2 separate regions of the Mus musculus genome follow, and region 2 is linked to region 1. The links are chromatin contacts, called in public Hi-C maps. All regions are on one chromosome and are shown on one strand. Each heading gives the region's core, a stretch centred on a gene start, on an enhancer-like site or on the middle of the called end of the contact. The rest is flanking DNA. Distances are from core to core; before and after follow the strand shown. Region 1 holds the start of Tbck (TBC1 domain containing kinase). Region 2 holds the start of Zranb2 (zinc finger, RAN-binding domain containing 2).

Evidence for each region. Hi-C and Micro-C count contacts between places; a contact is called where the count stands out from the background.
Region 2: a Hi-C map of CD4 T cells shows a contact between it and region 1, with 7 times the contacts expected there. The contact joins the promoter of Zranb2 here to the promoter of Tbck in region 1. A contact is called at or near these places in 1 of 39 promoter capture datasets (pre-B cells) and 1 of 484 Hi-C or Micro-C datasets (CD4 T cells).

What each region holds. Positions count from the first base shown.
Region 1 is chr3:132,682,215-132,686,353 of GRCm38.p6, forward strand. It overlaps Tbck (TBC1 domain containing kinase), which reads left to right and starts at 1,930. Exons shown (of 26, transcript NM_001163455.2): 1 at 1,930-2,180. Aimp1 (aminoacyl tRNA synthetase complex-interacting multifunctional protein 1) reads right to left here and starts at 1,665. Exons shown (of 7, transcript NM_007926.2): 1 at 1,579-1,665. The coding sequence starts at 1,580.
Region 2 is chr3:157,531,847-157,535,985 of GRCm38.p6, forward strand. Zranb2 (zinc finger, RAN-binding domain containing 2) reads left to right here and starts at 2,319. Exons shown (of 10, transcript NM_017381.3): 1 at 2,319-2,628. The coding sequence starts at 2,573. It overlaps 4930592C13Rik (RIKEN cDNA 4930592C13 gene), which reads right to left and starts at 2,244. Exons shown (of 2, transcript NR_152231.1): 1 at 2,164-2,244.

The sequences.
Region 1 (4,139 bases), core at 680-3,179:
TAATCCATGCTTTTCTAATATTATGACTTAATTCAAAACCTTTTCTCCCAGTAGAAGACATACATAAAATGCAAAAGGCTTGGCTAGGCCTCCTGTTATCACAGTGAACAATCTTTTATCATTTCATTTTTAAAATAAGTTAACCAATCACTTCAACCACACCATCACGCCTACTTCCAATTCAAGAATGCAAATAAGAACAATAACTAATGGACATTTGACATTGACATTTACTCTCCACCATGTAAGATATCATTTTATACACCAGGAGAAAGTATATGTATTGTCTGGATTCATCCAATTATTATACGGCAAAACCATGATTTTAACTTATGTTTGTCATTCTGAAATTCACACAATTCACTCAAAATGTTTCCCAAAGCCTAAATGCTTTCATTATTTGGGAAACACACTCAAGACCTGACTGGACACTTAGGACCTTTATTGAAGACACTGTTATGTTCCCTTTGAGGTAAAACAAAAGCCTCCTAACTGATCTCCTTTCTCACTTCTGCCCCCAGTCTAAGAGGGCTATGGAGTAACCCTCTTAAAACGAAGCTGGGTAACATTACTTGGCCTTGGAAAACCTTCTATGGCTTTCACTCCCCCTGATTAGCCCACACTCTCTGTCTGCATCATGAATCCCCTCTCTCAGTTCTGAGCCCACAGGCATTGGTCAGACCCCTTCATACTTTGGTAAGTTTCTGTTGCATGGCCTTCGCAATGGCTTGGCCTTATGACTGACTGTACTTCTTGAAGGTTTTCTCTATTGTTAATTCTATTTGTGTCACCTCCTTCCTAGAAAGCCATCTTTTCCTTGAGAACCTTCTCTGGCAACCATGTCAAATAATCTACCTTTTTTTTTTTATGGCTTAATACCTTTTCTGTGCAGTACTTATAATCTAAAATATTTAAGTATAAAATGCCAACACTAAAAAGCGTTTAGTGCTTGTTGCAGGGAACCCAAGCTCAGGGCCCAGCACTTACACAGGAGCACACAATCACAGGTAACTCCAGGTCCCAGGGGTCTGATGCTTTCTAGCCTCCGCGTTTACCTCCACACAAGTTTTGCACAAAAACTCACTCGGGCATGAACACATACCCATAAGTAAAACATATCAATATTAAAATACAGAGTGTTCACCTTACTTTTAATGCTGTACTTCAACAATAAGCCCTAGCCGAGAGGCAACGACTGGGATTTTTGTCCGTTTCGTTGACAGTCATTTCTACTTAGTTTATGGATCTTTACCCAATAACTAAACTGTTGCCGGGAGTATAGTGGTAGCTGGTGTTTCTAATATCTGTTGAAATCAAGGAATCTCCTTCTTCAACCCGTCCTCACGTACAAACACTGGAAATCCTTTGCACTCTCACTTAAAAGGAAACAAGGTAATGCATTCACCCCCTGCCTCCAGTAGCATGCTCTCCCTCGGCCACGTATTCATTGCCCAAACTAAGTTGAATCAAAAGGGGGCACGTGGGTGGAGGTTTTGACCGCGCTTCCCACTACTACACAGAAGGTCAGGTTCTTTTTCCCGGGTGAGAAAGGGAAGAACTCTGGATCGGGACACTCACATGAAGCGGTGACCCAACCGCAGCTCTTGAGCAGCCTCAGCCGGGAGAAGGAAGGGCCAGCCTCCCGCAGTCCCCGGCAGCGAGAAAGGACCCAGGAGGCTGTCCCTGATAAATGCCTGAGCGTTTCACAGTTTCACCGCTCATCGGCCGTCCGCTGCCTGCGCCAGCTCTCTCCCTGTACCACACTGAGCTCCCATCTCCCATTTCCTTCCTCCCTCCCTCCGATCTTCCCTCACTTCTTTCTCACTCGCTACATTTGGCTGTCTGTCTGGGCAAGGGACAGGCGGCCGGAAGTTTTGGGGTCTTCCCCCGGGGTTGCGTCTCGGCGATGTGACGTCATGAGCAGTGGCCGACCCGAGGCGGCGGCGGGGGAGGGGGTGCTGGGCGCTGTCAGTGGAGCGAGGTGCGCGCTCACCCTCGGGTTCTGAGCCGGGGACCCGGGAGGCCCGCGCGGACGGAGGCGTGTCGCTCCGGCTGTCACCTTCCCTAGGCGGCCTCTTGTAGACGCGCCTGAAATGCAGGACACGGCCCACTAAGCACTGCCAGGCATAGCTTCCGCGCTTAGGAGCTCAACCCCCCAATCTCTGCGTCCCCAGATTCAGGCAGGTATTCTGGTGTCGCCGCTTGCCTGGCGTTAGTGGGTGGGACTTGTGGGACAATCAGGTACTGTGAGTGACCCGGCCATTCTGCAGGAACCCATAGAACCAATCTGTGGAGCTGCTTGCTGTTGTGTTTGTCTCCAAACTTCCTTCTCCCTGAAGCCCAAGTTCACCGAGTCTTAGAAATGCAAATACGATTTTACTCTGGATAAAATCCACGTCTCCCCACTACCCCTCTTTTTTCCCCCCTTTTCTCCTCCTCCTCCTCTTCTTCTTCTACATTTTCGACTCACGTGAGTCATCTCCAATCTCTTTAAGAGTTTACATTGTGTCTTGTTCATTATAGGTGCAGGCCATGTTTGTGGTTTTCAGTGTTCTGGCTACAGAAACGTCAGACTTAACGTAGAAGTTTCAAAGTATTCCCTGAGTAAATTTTCCAAGCCAACTACCTGCCTACATGGCTTTCTCTTGTAATCTCTGACTTCATCGTTTTCATTTTTCACTCTCTTCTAGTTACCAAGTGTGAGCACCTGTGTGTGTGTGTGTGTGTCAATTTTTTGTTCGTGAGCTTCATGCACACCAGAGAGATAGACTGATACTGAAATTTGTTTTCTTGCTTGTGGTTTATCTTTTTGAGTCATAAACACTTGTCTGATTTTTCAGTTGTATGTTATTTAATGTCTATAACGGAAAATCTAATATATCATTGTAAAAGTTAAATATTAAAATGCTGAGGTTATGTCTCACCTTTCCTATGACTTCAAGCCTGCTATGTAGATATAACTTTCTGTAATTTTGCATCTACTCATTGAATAAGAAGTTAAGATTCAAGTAGACTTAAGCTAGCTCACAGTATCGACAAGATTCAGAATAGTGGTCATAACTATTTTCACATGAACTTTTGAGTATGTGTTTTGACTCCTCTATTATGATGAGAATAGCACTGGCTCTCTCCATTTATCACCAAGAAAACAAATTCGCCTGTGTTACCAAGTTTTCAGGTCCATTAATTCTGAAAGCCTATGGGAGACTTTATTTGGCTCCCAATGAACAGAGGAGCCTTGTGCTCTACAGGCTTCTTGTAGAGCAAGTCTGAGGTGTGCATTGGATATGAAGTGGTTTGCATCAAAACTTTTCGTAAAAACAGGATGGGCATAACCGATCTGTGGTGGAACTAATGTGTATATCCTTTTTATTATAAAGAGCACACATTAATTTCAATTGTCAAACCAGATTGAGGCAGTCTAGGGTTTCTCTCCTGGTCAGTCATCAAATGCATATGGCTATTAGTACTTGGCTTTTTATGTTTTGAAAGCAAGTAGTATCTTTAAACAAAAAGTTATGACTAATTAGCTGATGAAGTCTAGCAAATAGTGCTATCATTAATTCCTAGTGTAGTCTAGGGACACCTGCATTTTTTCCTTAGCAGGACTTTTACTTATACATTGTCAAAATTAGTCATAGTTCCTAAGTGTGTTGTTTAATCTATGTGCAGAAAAACAAATGTTCATGGTAGTAGGGATTTATAATTACTTTTCAGTGCAAACCCACACAGTGTGCTAGGTCACATTTTTTCCTTCCCTCAATGTCATGACCATGGACCTTTTTGTAATATCAAAGATAATTCAGGTTCATTCTTTCCCTCCAATGGTAAGTGTGCTTGATTTAGTAGATTGTGTGTTTAGATATATTTTTAACCTTTCTCCTTTTCAAACCCCCTTCCTCTGTTTTTGCCTTTTGGTTTCTCTTTGGAGAAAGCATGCATCCCCTTCTATGGCTACGTGGCCCTGCAAGGTGGTGCATGTGTGTAAGCAAGTCCCGGGGAGGTGAAGGCAGGGGGTTAGGAGTTCAAGGCCAGCCTGGGCTAGGTGAGGACCCTGTACAAAGCAGAACAGCAAAGCAACAGCACACCCCTCCTCAGTTGCAGGGATAATTGAATGGGAAGATGAAATCTTCTAACTC
Region 2 (4,139 bases), core at 1,069-3,568, about 25 Mb after region 1:
GGTTTGTTGATAGTTGCTTTTTTTTTTCCGCTATTTTCTCTTGTAGCTAGCCAGGCAACTAGCTAGTAAATCTGTAGTAACAGCACAATTAATAATAATTGAATTAATTTAAAAACAATTTTTCCAACCGTATGAACTGGGGAAATGCACATCTGTGCGCTACCAGATTGTAAAGAAACACTTAAAATATTTCACAGCTCTCCTCCCACCCAGAGTGAAAGTATAGGAGAAACTATACTTTCATATAATGACAAGGAGAGGAAGTCTCTGTACTCTTACATGTGTGGAGGGGGATGGTGGGGGGTGGGGGTGGGAAACATCCCATACCTTTCTCTTTCCCTCATCACTTCACCCTGTGTTAGGGCCCTAGTCAAATGCTTTAGCTATGACAAGCTGCTAAAAATCCAAGGGAAACCTCGTATTTCTCACAAAAGGGCCAAGAAAAGGGAACACTGAAAGACAGACTACGTGAGAGGAATCTAAGAAAGAGATGGACAGAGAGGTATGTCCTCCAAATCTAGTCTGAACCCATACAAGTTCTGTGCTCAAGTATCAACCAAGCAAAGCAGGATGGATATGATTCATGTAATGAACTACAATTAAAAGTACTGCTAAGATACCAAAACAATTCACGTGTTTGTGTGAAGGACAGATAGCAAGATCAAGATAGCAGGGGATGGAGAGTTGGCTCAGTGGTTAAGAGCACTGACTGCTTTTCCAGAGGTCCAGAGTTTGACTCCCAGCACCCACATGCTGATTTCACAACCATCTGTAACTCTAGTTCCAGGGGATCCACACCTTCTCCTGGCCTCTGAGGGCACCCAGCATACATATGGTGCACAGACATACATGTAGACAAAACACCCACACACATAAAAGCACAGCTAATACTCAGCGGTGCCAACTGATATAGAACCATTACTCACACGCAAGACTGAGCCTGTGATGCCAACCCCAGGATTGCTTGCTAAAAGAAAATAAAAATTCCACATTACCCAAGATAAAAATCCAGGAAAAAATCAGTGATTATACAATATGAAATAACTGGGAAGGTGTGGACAATTATCAGAATAAAATACATCCAAGAGCTTTCAAGTGAGATGATCAAGATGAATATAAGTATCAAAAGTGTTAGACATTAAAACCAAAGCAGTTTAATGATTTTTTTTTCTCCTGGATAAGAGCTATATGCGAGAAATATAAATGCCAGAACCCGTGTGCACAAATGTTCACGAGAGTTGATCAACAATGCCAAAACATAGATTTGGGTGTTAACTGTAAGAATATTTGCAAGAATATTTGCATGGGGGAGGGGGGAGCTAGAGAGATGGCTCAGTGGTTAAGAGCAGTGATTGCTCTTCCAGAGGTCCTGAGTTCAGTTCTCAGCAACCACATGGTGGCTTACAACCATCTGTAATGGGATCGGATGCTCTCTTCTGGTGTGTCTGAAGACAGCTACAGTGTACTCCTATAAATAAAATAAATAATCTTTTAAAAAGAATACTTGAATGCACGTTGTGACAAAGTGCAGGGTTTGGGGCTTAACTGTCACAAGAAAGAATTGTGAATATGCATGACTGAAATAAAAGTGAGCTACATGCAACTAACTGCAAACTCAGAAACTACGCGGAACTAAAAGCAACCCTCTGTCACAGTAAATTGTACCATTTCTCACTTTAAAAAATAAGCATACAGTATATGAACTAAATCTTTTATAAAGAACGAGAATAAACCCAAAGGGCCAGTGTTAAATCTGGGGAAAGGTAGTGAGTTGGGGTCAGAATTGTATCAATACTATTTCCTATTTCTAAAACCTTGGGGTGGCTCCTCTGTGTACAGGGCTTATCTCTCACACATATTAAATATTTTTAAAGCTAAGTTTTTAAGCAACAGCCCAAGAAGGAGAGATATCTCCCTTCATTAATATGACTTTTCCATCCAAATACTAAGCAGCCTAACTACACAAGCCAGGTGGAGCTAAAAGTGAGACCCTATGTTCTCACAGGAAAAAAAGTTTATCTTTTTGACGTGGCCTACAGAAGCCTGACAGAGGTTCCAAGTGGTATGTATGAAACAGTAATGTCCGGGGCAACCTGGTTTAATCCTCAGTCTCTGTCCAAAAATAAAAATAAAGTATCTTCTCCAAAGACTCGAGCCTCCCACCTTATTGCTCGCCCCAGTAAACCCTAGGCAACGCGCAAGCCCGTGGGCTATCGAGCCGCGCCGAGTCACTTCCGCCTCTGCGCCCTAGCCCCGCCCCGGAAACGGAAGCGCCTTTCTCTAGGGTCCTTCGGCCTGCGGAGAACTCGGCTGCGATGGCCGCCGGGCCGGGCTGTCCTCACAACGCCTGCTCAGGAGCTCGGTAAGGCCGAAGCGAAGCAGAGCCTCAGGACGGGCTGCTGGCTCCTGGGCGTCGTCTCCGCACCGCTGCTCCAGGCTCGCGGTCCGGCGGTGTGAGTTCTCCCCCACCCCAGGGAAGGGCGGGTCCGGCGGCGCGAGGACAGCCCGGCGCGAGGCCCCCGCGGCTCCGGTGGGGACGTCGCTGCGGGCGGCACTGCTGCTGGCGTCCAAGATGTCGACCAAGAATTTCCGAGTCAGTGACGGGGACTGGATCTGCCCTGACAAGAAGTGAGCGTGGCGGGATACCGTGGGACCTGGGGTGGCCGGGAGGTCCCTGTGAGGGCGGCGACGGGGTCGCGGCCTTTGTGGGGACGGCGGGGCGGTCGCTGCCGGCCTTGAGCGGTCGCGGGCGGCCCGCACGTGACCCCGCGCGGAGCTGAGCTCACGGTTCAGTGGCCCTGCTCCGAGCTCTGCCGGGGCCGCTCGCTGTCCCTCCCTCCCTCCGTCCCTCGCTCCCTCCCTGCGGCCGCCGTGCTTTCGGGCCTGCGATCCGTCCCCAGTGACTTGGCTTTTCTCATCCTCCTGCCGAGAGGCAGGAGGCCTGGGCACGTACGTGGCCGGGAAGCCGGTGTGCTCCGCTTATGGCCACAGAGATCGTTCTGAATAGGTGTCCCTATTTTTAAAGAAAAGTGATGTACCAGCTCGTGTTCTTGGAAAGCCAGAGTCAGAGCTGAAGGAAACCCGGGTTTACTCTTCTGTCTACTGCAGAGCGTCTAGCCTGAAGTACCTTTGCTAGAAAATACATTGCTCGACTACAGTTAACACCGAAATAACATGGGCAGTGTGTGGAGAGCAAGGAAATGATGTCACTCAGATCCACTTGGTTGGTATCAGACTGATATCAGGCTAAGCATACCAAGTCAGCAGACTAGAACCGAGATCCTCTTGGACTGTCACTGCAGGAACTGTGTGACACTTTGGAACCCTTCAGAGATTAAGACACCAGCCTCTCTGCCTTCTGTGTGACTCGTAGAAAACTGTGCTCTTGTGTTCTTACTGAAAGCACCCATGTATATTTTGGGAGGACCCTTCATTCAAAGTCCTGTACACCTAAACTCGGCAGAAACTAAATGTTATTTGTACTGAATATGTAAATCAAGGAGACAGTTTTCAGAATATATTTTCAGTTTTACTTGGAACGTGTGTATTTTTTTTTAACAGAAAAAGGGACCTTAAAGTTGTCTGGAGCCATTCAGTTTAGTGTTACACTTCCTTTCACTATTTTATCTCATTCATTGTTTTTTAATAGGGTGGTGGATTCTTTGTCGTTACTTATTTAAGCTTTAAATTGGAGTATCTAACTGCTTTAACAAATACTAAAGTAGTGCAAGTGTGTGAAAACTTAACTAGTTAATGTCATAAGGTTACACTTTTTTCTGTTGGTTGTGGTTTTGTTTTCTGTTCTTTAGTTTTAGATTTGATAAATACTATAATACTCAAATTTCTTTACAATTTAATTCTGTCTTTAGTTAATATATCAGTCTTTTCCTTATCATCGCACTTCCTACCTCTCAAAGAATGTTTCATCAATTCTCTGGAGTCCTTCTGTAACTGTTCATTCCTGATGGATCCATCCCTAGGATTTTGTGATTAATCTTTTCCTTTTAGACAGAGTTTCTCTATGGAACTCACAGAGATCTGTTTGCCTCTAGCTCACAAGTGCTGTAATTAAAGGCTTGTGCCACCACTGCCCAGCTTGAATTTTATGCTTCTAAAACTCATCACATTTATTACTTGTA